Linked DNA regions of Drosophila melanogaster: region 1 is linked to region 2. A link is a contact called in public HiChIP or PLAC-seq data. All regions are on one chromosome and are shown on one strand. Each heading gives the region's core, a stretch centred on a gene start, on an enhancer-like site or on the middle of the called end of the contact. The rest is flanking DNA. Distances are from core to core; before and after follow the strand shown. Region 1 holds the start of CG9590. Region 2 holds the start of CG31446.

What was found. HiChIP or PLAC-seq counts read pairs in DNA pulled down with a chosen protein or histone mark.
Region 1: a contact with region 2 is called in an H3K27ac HiChIP or PLAC-seq map of the Kc167 cell line, with 6 times the contacts expected there. The contact joins the promoter of CG9590 here to the promoter of CG31446 in region 2. A contact is called at or near these places in 44 of 107 Hi-C or Micro-C datasets (the Clone 8 cell line, the D17-c3 cell line, the Kc167 cell line and 14 more) and 2 of 6 datasets of contacts at active chromatin or transcription factors (both in the Kc167 cell line).

The regions. Positions count from the first base shown.
Region 1 is chr3R:15,785,007-15,790,835 of dm6, reverse strand. CG9590 reads right to left here and starts at 4,133. Exons shown (of 2, transcript NM_142231.2): 1 at 3,078-4,133; 2 at 2,497-3,018. The coding sequence starts at 4,072. The coding sequence ends at 2,631. Uros2 (Uroporphyrinogen III synthase 2) reads right to left here and starts at 2,315. Exons shown (of 1, transcript NM_142232.2): 1 at 1,342-2,315. The coding sequence starts at 2,232. The coding sequence ends at 1,471. c(3)G (crossover suppressor on 3 of Gowen) reads left to right here. Exons shown (of 9, transcript NM_169671.3): 6 at 1-456; 7 at 522-596; 8 at 652-888; 9 at 947-1,363. The coding sequence ends at 1,048.
Region 2 is chr3R:15,690,568-15,696,791 of dm6, reverse strand. It overlaps CG31446, which reads right to left and starts at 3,706. Exons shown (of 3, transcript NM_169666.2): 1 at 3,522-3,706; 2 at 3,009-3,463; 3 at 2,598-2,826. The coding sequence starts at 3,662. The coding sequence ends at 2,724. It overlaps CG5399, which reads right to left and starts at 1,551. Exons shown (of 3, transcript NM_001275682.1): 1 at 1,327-1,551; 2 at 607-1,043; 3 at 1-533. The coding sequence starts at 1,458. The coding sequence ends at 446.

The DNA.
Region 1 (5,829 bases), core at 2,884-5,383, 94 kb before region 2:
CTAAAAAGCAACAGTGAGAAGCTACACAAAGAAACCCTTCTGCAGGTCTCCGAACTGCAGGAAAAACTTATAGAAATGGTGTCCCATCGCAGCAATCAGGAAGAGCTAATAAAGCGTCTTGGTAATGAAATTCAAGAAAAAACTCATAATTTTGAAGAAGAACTCAAAAGGCAACAGGAGCAGCTTGCTAATCAAATGCAGATGAAGGCCACTGAAGTTGAGAGCGAAAATAAGCGAAACGCTGTTGAAATACAAAAACTTAAATCTGAACTCGAAGAAAGGAATAAAGCTTTTAAGGCTCAACAGGATAAATTGGAATATTTGATTAGTGATCATGATACGCTAAAGAGCGCTATTATCAATCTTCAGGCTGAAAAGAAGGAAATCGAGAGTGAATTATCCACGGCCAAAGTTAAATTTAGCGAGGAATTACAGTCTCAGAAAGATAACCTAATGGTAAGACTTATAAATTCTTTTTCATTAACCTTTTTTCTACAAAATGATTTATTATTTTTATATAGAAAAAGGTATCCGAATTGGAGCTTGAAATTAAAAGAAAAGAAACCGAATTGATTGAACTTGAGCGTGAAAAGAACGTAAGTCTATCGGACTCATTATATTTCATGTTATATATTTAAAATTGCCCAACAGAATGAAATGGCTGTGCTACAATTTAAAATGAATCGAATTAACTGCCTGATCGACCAACCAGTGACCACAATTAAACAGCTAAAAGATTCCAAAGGGCCAACCAGAACTGAGAGCATTCCTACTAAGGTGCAACCGGAAAATACAGACGAATTTTCAAGCACTGCCAGAAAGCGTAATGCTCGTCGTCAAAAAATTACCACATATTCCTCCGACTTTGATAGCGGCGATGATATACCAGTGAGTATTTGTTAATTGCACCTATAATCGAAATTAAATTATTGAACTTTTATTACAGATCGTGGGCAACTCTTTAAGCGGCAAACGTGCCAAATTATGTGCGCCCATCAAGCCACAAAATAATATTGATATGTTCGACATGTTGAAGAATTCTAAATAACTAAGCAGTACAACGAACATACAGACAACATTATCAATTCTTACACTTTGTTTTTAGTAAAATGGAAGAATATTGAGCTTAGAAATTCATTCAGATCCATCATCATTTAAACATCTGTACTTCTTTGAAAACTTGTCTGAAACTGGCAAGCTATTTTTAAGAACATGATTACTTTATGTTATTTAATCCCATTTTGTATCTAATTGTTAAATTAAAACTCATATCTTGAAGTATCTTGTTCAAATAGATCCAATCTATTTGATTATAGTTTTTGTAATAAAAACATTACATGTACTTTGTTGAAACACTTTAATTAATAACACACTTTTGTCCTCATTTCTTTAAAGGACACCAAACAGATTTTGAAATCATACCAAAAGTAAAAACTGGTAAAAACAAAACGTAAAATGATCGATACTAAACTATGTTTTGATGATATTTATCAGGCGGTCGACGTCAGCAGCATTCACGACTCCGTCCGCCTTAATTCCAGATTCCTCCATTGCCTTCCTGGTGCCACTGCCCACGGCTATCAGCTTGCGATCCTTAAGCGAAACGTTGTAGTTCCCAAAGAACTCCAAGGAGCTGCGGACACTGGAGGGTCCGAAGAACACAATCGTTTCCATTCGCTTGAATTTGAGGGCGTGCCGCATCTGATTGACGAAATCCGGATGCGACCGACTCTCGTACACTTCGCAGGCATCCACCCGGAATCCCTGGGCGACCAAACGGAGGCGCAGTGTCTGACCCACGCCATTGCCGCAGGGCATGAGCAGTGGCAGATCCCTCTTGGGTCCAAACGTCTCCACGATCAGATCGCACAGATTGTTTGCATTCACGGCATGATCGCCCAGAGTCGGAAGATTCTGGAATGTTATCCAGGCGGCGCTGTGCGTGTTCTTGCCTAGGGAATAATTGTGTAACGCACGCCAGCAACTAGGAAGTGGTGTCTTTCCTAGTGCCTCGTTTACAGCTTGGACACAGCGCGGGGATGCAAATATAATCCCGGCATATTTGTGCGGCTCATGCAACTTGGCTTGCAATTGCTTCAGATTCTTGAACACAAAATGCGAGGGAGTAATGAAGATGGGATCCAGGTTATGGCTGCGCAACGCCGAACCATAGAAATCATCGGAGGACGGAACCTTCAGCAGAATAACCGGCTGCTTGTTGCGATCTCCCATGATTCTAACTAAATTTTGCTGGACTTAACTAGAGAATGGACAATTTGATATTCGTGTTTTGCGTTTGATTTATAGAATAGTTCGAATAGAAAGGGCATAGAATAGATAATGCCTGAAAATTATTGCCGCGCCTATCGAGAGTCGGGTTTTAAAAATAGTTCATCACATTGAAGCCAACTATTATTAGGTGGCTCTAATCCAACCAAACACGAATGCAGGCTACCGAACTTTCAGTTGCACTTTGAAAAAACTTCTCAATAATTTCGGGAATGTTATCACAAGCATTTGCAACGCAATCATTTATAATTTTGTACATTTATATGGAAAAACAAGTGAGTTGAGAACACTAACCAGGCAATAGTAAAAGTAGAAAGTACAACAATTAATCTTAAATCCGTTTACACAGCTCCCATCTGGAGAATGGGTGTAAATAGCTTGTAGGCCTTCTCGATGAACTGCACGGCAGATAGCATTTCGGAAAAGAATGTGCTGACCCGGCCTTTTGATTCCTCCGTTTCTGACTTGCCGCTCAGAACGGCGGCGAAGCGGTGGCTAAGTCCTTGAAGGTGTCCATTGAACTGCTGGCAGAGATTGACGACGCCATCCACTTCGTTGGCGGTGCTGTGATGTGGCTTCACCAGCAACAGCTCGGCGATTTTGTGCAGCTTACACATCTCGAGGGCGCACGCTTCACTCAGCGCGTGGATGCTCTTAGCATAGGCTTGCTCCAGATCGGCGGCAGTTGCTTCCTCTGAGGTCAACCAGCTGAGGGACTGCGTCCAGTGACTGTACAAAAGATTTGGGTTTATGGTATGTTTAAATAATATTAGTTTCCGACAACTTACTTGGCTATGTCGTCAAACTGAATGCCCAGCTCGGCGTCCTTGATTGTGGCCGCCAATCGCTCGCTCAGTTCCTCCGCCTCGTAGTCACCTTCACTCTCCACATCCAGATCCTCCAGTTCGATCAGTTCCTTCACCTCGTTTATCGTTTCCTGCAACTCTGCACGGGCATTGCCACTAACCGCATCGAGTAGGGTGTCCAGTTTGAGGCGTGACTCCTTGGAAAGGATCTCCAGGGCCTCGAAGTGCACCAGGCCGCAGTAATTTTCGAAAAGGATTTCGAAACGCAGCTGCGCCTTCTGTCTTTTCAGCTGTAGCTGTTGCAGGGATTGCTCCATTTGGTCGGCCTCCTTCTTTGCCTCCAGCAACACGGCACTCAAATTAGGCGAGTTGGCCTCCAGACCGAGCAGTTTCCTCTTGTTCATCAGCTTGGGATCGTTGTCCTGCAGGATGGTCATGGTCTTCTTGCCAATGCCCTCGAGTGTATCCAGTCCGGTGTTGAGAACCTTGGAGCCCAGATTGGTGACAAAGTCCAAGCCAAAGGCGGCCGAAGATTCTTTTTCATCGTCGACATTTTCCTCTGGCGGCGCTTTAGCAGCCTTTTCCGCCTTTTCAGCCACATTAATGCGAGCCAGCTCCTCGGGATCGGGCACTCCGATGATTTGATTAAGCCCCTGGTTGACTTGGGTGGTTATCGTGCCCAATCCCTCCGTGGCGGTGGTTAGCACGGAGCTCAGTTTACCGCCCCACAGACCCCAGGACGAGGATGTGGCGGATGCTGTTGCTGGAGCAGAAATTCTGGGAGTTTCCAGCTTTTCCTGATTTTCCGCCGTTCCTTTTGCGTCGTTTCTGCTCGAGACTTTCTCCTGTGGCTGCTGTTCCTTCTCCACGTGAACGAACTTGTCATCGTCATCGCCCCAATCGTCCCAGTTGTCGTCCTCGTCACTTTGGGCCCAGTCGTTACCGCCGTCCTCCTCCTTTTTTGGATTTTTTGCCATTATTTGTTTATTTTTGCTCCACGTAGATTTTTAGGATTTGAGTCAGAGCTGTCAACTCAGTGCAGACTTAACAGCTGTTACACGCCAACCTGCCAACTCGCTGCACTGTCAGAATTGGCGCGCATATTTAAATATTATATAGGAATATAAATATTTTTCAAACTGTGCTTAAGAAATGTTTATTGTTAGGTATAAATGCTAGCTACTCTATTTGCCTTTGATTGATTTGAATTAAATGAATGATTGTATGAATTAAATTAATGACACTTATATAATAATTATAACTAATTATAGTTCGTAATATTTGAATATCTAAAAGAAGAATTTAAGTATGGCTGTGGGACTTAAAAGTAGCTAGGACAGTCTAGGTATCTCGGACGTCGGAGGAGTTAAGAAATCGGGAACACTAAGTATACAACTTTAGTTAATACTAAATTTCATCAAACCGTGTGCTATTTTTCTTTAGCAGAATCGCACGAGTTCTGCTTTATGTCAAAGTGCTTTTGGTGAACTTTCTGGCTTGCCGACATTGTCCCAATTCTAACTGGGCTCATAAATTAGAAAATCACACAAGCACGCATACAAATGCTCATTCTTCAGGCCAGAAACCGAAAAGTTTTGCTAGCTAAGCTAACCAGCATATAAATTTGACAGCAACGCTGCAGCAGCGCAAAATTAACAAGCCAACACCATTTTCGCACACACACACACACGCACACCCACCTTTTCCATAAAGAAGGAATTTTCATAAACTTGCAGCACAATTTCAGGCAGCCGCTGCCACAGACTTTTACCGAATGAAGCAACCACACGAATATTTCGTCAAGCCGGCAAATTTATCTTACGCAGAAACGGCAAGAAAGCTGCTTGAGCTCCATATCCTCCATCTCCATCTCTTCGGTGATATGAGTAATTTTTTAATTAAAATCCCTAAAAAAGGTAGCTTTGCCATACCCAAAAGCCAAAACCGCTAAAATGTTAGTTAAGAACTAAAACACCTCCGTTTGCCTCAGTCTCTTACGGCCAACTTGCCTTAAAGTCGCCCATTTAAGCAACCTTCCTTTCTTTGGGGCCAGTAGTAATTGCATGTTCTGTGTCTTGTCTGGCCAAAAATTAAATGTAAATTTGCCAGCAGATCGGTTTACATGTGCGGCAGTCGAGACAAATGTGTATTGTCAGTTTCTGGTTAAGCTGAAGGGGGTAATGGGATATTTTGGACCAGGGTCATAAGTTAAAGTACTACTCAGAGTGCACTTTCCATATCAATAAGCATATTTTTTAATTTGTCGACAATGAACGCTTTCAGATGTATTAATTAGTGTTTTTAAACAACTATATTCCTCTATGTCACACACCACAAGAAGCCTTAGACATTGCCCTTTGATCTTGCCCTTGCCAACATCCTTTTGGTTAAAACATTTAGCCTAGCTGAAGTACCAAAAAAGTATCTTTGAAAACCCATGGTGCAAACCAAAATACACCCACACAATGTATTGGCAACACAGAATTAGACTAGAAAATTGGTTTAAACTATCGGGCAAACAAGAGGAAAGTGGGCCAGGTTGACTGGAGCATCCGCAGTTGACAATATTGATGAAGCTGCCTGGCTAAAACGCACACTCACATCATCCTTGGCTGCCATCTTTGCCATGGCACTAATATCACGGAGAGGAGCTACTATGTTGTGCACCCATCCACTTTTTGCCAGGACAACAATGTTATTGATACCTCCGCCCAAAAACCCCGGACAAACAAGA
Region 2 (6,224 bases), core at 2,457-4,956:
GCCATTGATTGATTTATGAGCTGCTCGTTAGATATTAGCAAGGAAAAAAAAATAGAAAATCTATGACCGTTAGTGAGAATGGGGTGGCACAGTCATATATTTTGTTATCGTTTACGTTTATCTTATCGCGCATACCTTCTAACAAGTTGCCAGCAAATTAAAGCACTGATTGCACCAGAGCATTGAGACACCTGATCTTGTCTCTTGGCCTTTATCGAATTGTATTCTTTTCAGTGGGGGCTTTTTATGGGCCCTCACCCATTTCGGTTTACTTTTATTGACATCATTTTGCCTTGCCTCGATTTCAGAGTGCGGTGTTTAAAGTCAACTAAAAACTAAATAAAGAGTATGACACAATAACTTAGGCAAGTGATTGGATTTTGTTAGTTTTTTTTTTTTCATTTATGGTGGCTAGGCAAAGCAGCCATTGGATACATCTCCATTTTTAGGCCTTGATCAGCAAAAGGGCAAAGGCAAGGAAGCCAGATATCAGGGTCAGAGGCACAGTCTGTCCGGCGGAACTGGCACGGCAACTGAAAGATTATTGAGAATTGAAAAATTAGTATGGTTTTGGAGTTGTAGCCACCTTAAATCATAAAAACTTACTCCAACTGAGTGACATTGCCGTAGGTGTTGTTCTGGAAATTGCTGAAGGACACGGAGGCATCATTGTTGGCAATCCTTACGCCTTCCGGAGTATAGGTGGACCTACCCAGAATAAAACCAGCACTGGTTGATGTGTTGGTAGCATTGGTGTAGGTGCATCCAACCAGATAGGTGGAGTTCACAAAGCTAAGCAACTTCACGAAGACGTACTCCTGCTTCTGGCCATTCACCAGGGTGACATTGTATCCGCTGAGGTTGTTCTCCACCAGCGTGATATTCGCAGTTTCATAGACGTCCACCAAAGTGGAGGCGACATTGCTTGAATGGCTGACATTGACCAGCATGTAATTGTTGTTGTTCCAGAAAGCCACGTTAAGGGAAATGCAGGAGACATTTGAGGCGGGATTGCGGGCCAACTCGACCCACTGACCACTAAACTGGAAGTTAAGGAAAAATATTTAATATATCATAATTAGCACACTGATGTTTATGATAATTAAATAAGAAATTATTAATTCGCTTGGGTAAAGTTTCTATCAAACTGTAGCTATCCTTTTACGATTGTATGAAATTTAAAGCACTTATGGAATTTAGGTATCCTAGAAATGTATGCGATGATGTGTCCATTCAGAGCAAATCCGATGTCATTATAAACAGACATTTTGTTCATATACATGTTTTCTTATGACTGTAACAATACATGACGAGCCTTTCACTCACAGCGGTCTGGTTAAAACTAATGCCGGTGGCTTGGGCGCAGGATTGTGGCGTTGTTTGGGCTTGGGCCGAAACCTGAGAGATGGAGGCCACGGCGGCCACGATTGCCAGGCAGATGATCGCACTATTGCACATGATGTCACTGTCTATATGAGTTCTATATCTTCCGCTTTAAGGTTCCGGTTCTGCGATCGGTTCGCTGCGAATGCGTCGTTAATACTGAACTGTCTGCCCATCCGCAACGGCCTTTTATAGGCTTGTATCTTTTCCCTTATTTTTGCGCCCATTATCGATGCCTGCACTTGTGGAGCGCCTGGCTCTGTCACCAATTTACGTACATCTGACGTCTGTTATCGCCCCGTGGAATGACTAATCCCCACGAGGCTCTGCGAATAAAATAGTGTTGTTATTGCGTTGAAAACTCCCCTGCACATTGGCCAATAGGTTGTCTTACCTGCAAAGCTCTTTGACATGTTTTTCCAGGAAGTGATTCTGCTGCCCAGAAATAGATTCGGTGTCCAAATGACCCGATATCAATTGCAACCCCATTAAAAGTACATTTGTACTCATTTAATTTGTATAACTATCTTTATGGTTTTCATGGCCACTTGAAAGGTATAAACAAACGGTGTTTGTTTATTGTTTAATTGTCTGTTATGATCATTACAACTATGCTACGAATTTTATGTGTTCTATAAAGGCTCAACATTATATTTAATTTCTGTGCCCAAATGACGTCTTAGACTGCGAATTTTTAGTGCGTTGTAGATATCTTACTCTATTTTAGTTTTATCGAACTTCCCTTCCAGTCAGAAAGTTGGTGTACTATTCCCCATTACTCATCATTACCCATTCTTACAATCGTCAACGCTGTAAGAAAGGTAAGTTTTCTTATCGTTGAATGTAGATACCAGAAACAAATATTAATTTAATTGAAGCCCCCCTCTCTGGGCCTTTTATCTAAGCATTTTTGTGATCTATCACCCTATAAAAAATATACATATACAGAGGAAACGTCTTCATTCCTGGATTAAATTTCTTTATCGCTGGCAGACTGTGAGTCATTTGTGGAAAACAAAAACAAGAAAACAGAAGCGAGAGTCGAAAGAAGCGCACATTTCGATAAAGAAACATTTTTAAAAAGTAACAATCAGCACCATTTCCTACTCTAATCAGCAGTTCGAAATGGTACGGCAAACATAAAATCATGTTTAATTTTAGCTAAAGCCTTTCCTAATATGTAAGTCCCGAACAAAATAATTGATTACACCGATAATGAATGAATTTTATTTATTAGAGCTTTTACATGGACCTTATATACAAGGCAAAAATTAAAGAACATTTAAGATAACAAAACATATTTTCGGTGCGTTGTTGTTATCTACCTTGCAAGATATAATCTAATTTATTTGATGGTCAGCAAAAATGCCAAGAATAATAGCCATGGCAATCAACATTGTGGAAATAATGGTCGAAGGATTGGATCCGGATGGTGCATAGCAACTGTAAAAAACAAAACTATAAGATATATTGGAGATCATTATACCACAAATTGATACAGAATGCAATTACAGAATACCAATTTGTTCTACAATAATATTTTGTGAATATTTTATGGCTAGCATATAGCCATTACCAATTCATCAGTGCCAATTTCAGAGTGTGATAATACAATTTCAACTTACGATTCGCCCTGAGTTATCGCTGACATGGTGCCATTTAAAAAGTTTGAAGATATACTAGAGCCAAGACCCTCGAGTTTATTCAAAATTTGTGTGGTGGGGGTACGATCCCTAGCAAGGATAATTCCAAAGGATGTGCCGTTATCCGTCTTGTTGGTATAGCCACAAAGGAAGGCCACATCGGTGTAGTCAGTGTAAAGGACCTTGTACACTGTATAGGTGGTATAACCAGGTGGGTTCCAGTAGGTGAAGTTGTAGCCATCCGCGGCCGCCGTGTTATTCTCCACAGTGATGGTTGCGTTCATGGTTTGATTCACCCACGGGTAATCGGGAGATACGGCATATGTGGTATCGATCAGCACATTATCCTCGGTTTTATTCAGCACCGTAATATTCACCTCAGTGCAAAAATCAATGCCGGACGGCTGACGAGCCACTTCCCACCAAATTCCAGAGAACTTTGGCAAAATGTCTAGTTAGTCTTAGCAAAATTCACCAAATTGTTTAGTCTTTTACCAGATCAAGATCGACCGCAATGCTATCGGTCAAGTTACATAGGGCCACATAATCATTACTCTGGGCTAGGATCGGTGTACTTCCTTGTAGAAAAACCAAAATGCAAAGGAGACCCAAAGCATAAGTGCTATTTGATACCATTGTGAAGGTGTTGCTTGTGACCCGGCTTCAGATCAAGAACTGAAGAAATGAATACTTCACGGTTGGTAATTAGGTAATTGTCTGACATACGTCGGTAATCAATCAAGTACTATCTCAACAGTGCGTGATTACGATTAATAAATGAATTACTTTATGTACACATTTTATCGATGTAAATTTGTGAACACACACATTGTGTTTTCTATTAATCCTATATTATCTTAATAAATCCCCCTATCATTAGATATTCTATATCTATTTCCAAAGGAATTGTGAAACACATATGTATGTGTTATGGCTACCGTGGGTCGCAATTACTAATATCCCCTAAGAGTGATAATGATAATGACATGTGCCTTCAGGTTCTTACGGTCAGTTAGATAACCAATAAGACCTTTTGTGTCACAATACAGTTTGAGTGTTTAGCAAACAAAATGTGGCACAATGCAACTTGCTCTCATTTCAGTGTGCTGTTCAAGTTTACCAAGAAAATGCTATGAATGAATTGGCATTGTTCGATAAACTCTTAGCAATTCGGCACTTTAAGTTATGAACAATTTACTACTTGAAGTATTTTAAAAGATTTTTTTAACGGTGTCCATTTTTGATTATTTTTCATTTTTCAACACTGACCCATATTGTAAAAACTTTAACCAGTTCTAAAGCAAACTTTTTATCTAGGTAAGACCACCTGAAGTTTTGCGAGGAAAATCTTCAGCTTTTGAATTAAATATGCTTTGTGCGCTGATACTGTCAACTTTCAACTACTACGAACAGTGTTGAATAGCGACATGTAGTGGGTGGGAATAAGAGGGCTCTTAGATCGAGCGATTATGTTAACGGCTGCATGTCCTCGACTTGTCTTCGACATGTCTTGTAAGGCTCTCAAACACCTCCATAGCACATTAATTTTAAATGCCTTACAAGCTCCCCAAGAAAGAGTTGGGGATGGGTGTGCGAGAGAGAGAGAGAGAGATAGGTAGATGAACATGTGCCGAGCGCTCTGGTACAGTTGACATACATTCAACGTAATTCGGCCATAGGCTTTTGTCTCGGGAGTCATTTTATCCTCGAAAACTTTTCCAACTGCCAAAAGTTAACTACCAGATGAGGAAAAAAACATGGCCTTAGCAGTTGGCAGAATAGTGCCACGCCCACAGCTGGAGTTCGTAGCTGAGGTAGCTTGTATGTATTATTTAATTAAAACTATTCTGGATGAGCGTTTGTAGGGGGCTAAATAATTTAATTGGGCCATGTGTGAAAATTTGTAATGAATGACAAAACGCTCTCCGGCACAACTGGTAGTATAACTTTCCGAGTTTGCCGGTAAAAGGTGAGGGGCTTCGGGGATAAAAGTGAGAGAACACTGCAACTTTTGATTAACACAGAATAGAGTTGAGGTTTCCAGGAGACCGGACTAATTGCATTTCTAGTGGAATATTGTTTAGAAACACAAATAATACAATTTGTAAACATTTATAATTTTTGCATTAATTTAACTTTCCGACTTAAGCTTTTAATATTTTTTAACTAATGATGACCCTTTTCTAAATTGTCTGTAATTACTATGTTAAAATTGTTTTCTGAATGTATCTACAAGTTGTTGAATGCTAATTCTAAGTGCTCAACCTTTGTTGCGTAGGTCAGTTTTAGTTATGCTTTTGAACGTGAACTTTGCTCAATTCTAATTAAATTGCTTCAAAACAGCTGAATATAATTTAGCTACTTAAGTCCCTTGTGCGGGAAAATTACTTGTAAAGTGCCGACACGTGTGCGTATACAACAATAGATTTGATTAAGCTTAAAATAGACTTGACATTATTTTAGATTTGGCGGTTAACTATCTCTACTCTGCTCGCGAATAGCTCAAATGAGCTCGTTATATGATAAATTACTGCGGACTTGTGGCTTCCATCAACAGCTTGCAGCCTTCAAGAAGTGGGGCTGCTTTCCCTTTTCTGCGAAAGTGCATCTCTTCCGCCTTGAGAAAATAATTAAGTTGGTTTTCTTAGCGCCGGCATACGAGTATATGCATGTATGTATATGTACATATACATACATATATCTTTGGCACAACCACACTGGCTCCAGCTATCGCTCCTCATTTCTGCCACTGCAAGTGACTGTTAATTACCCCATGAGCTTTATGCAAAACCCCAAGTAAAAGAAAGAGCTCTGCAAACTTTCTATTAAAGCGAGTCCTGCCGGAGTGTGCATCCTTCCACACACATCCTTTCACCCAGCTCGCACTCCTTTGTGGAGTTGCCACTCAAGTGCGCATTGCGCAAGCCAATTTAAATTTTAAAATAAGCACATTAACTGCATGCACAAGCGCTAAAACAAACTCAACCATATATGTAGCCTCACTTTCTCCCCTTTTTTTCTCCACGGAGCTCACGCGCGCATATTTAATTTGTTGCAGATTCACGCGCCCTATTAAGGGTATGACTTATTTGGAGAAAGGCCTAGAGAAAGTAGTGCGGCGCACGCAAGAAAATGTATAATCTTTAAAAGCTGAAAGAACCCAAATCGTTAAAGTTTTGAAAACAAATTTGTTTTCAT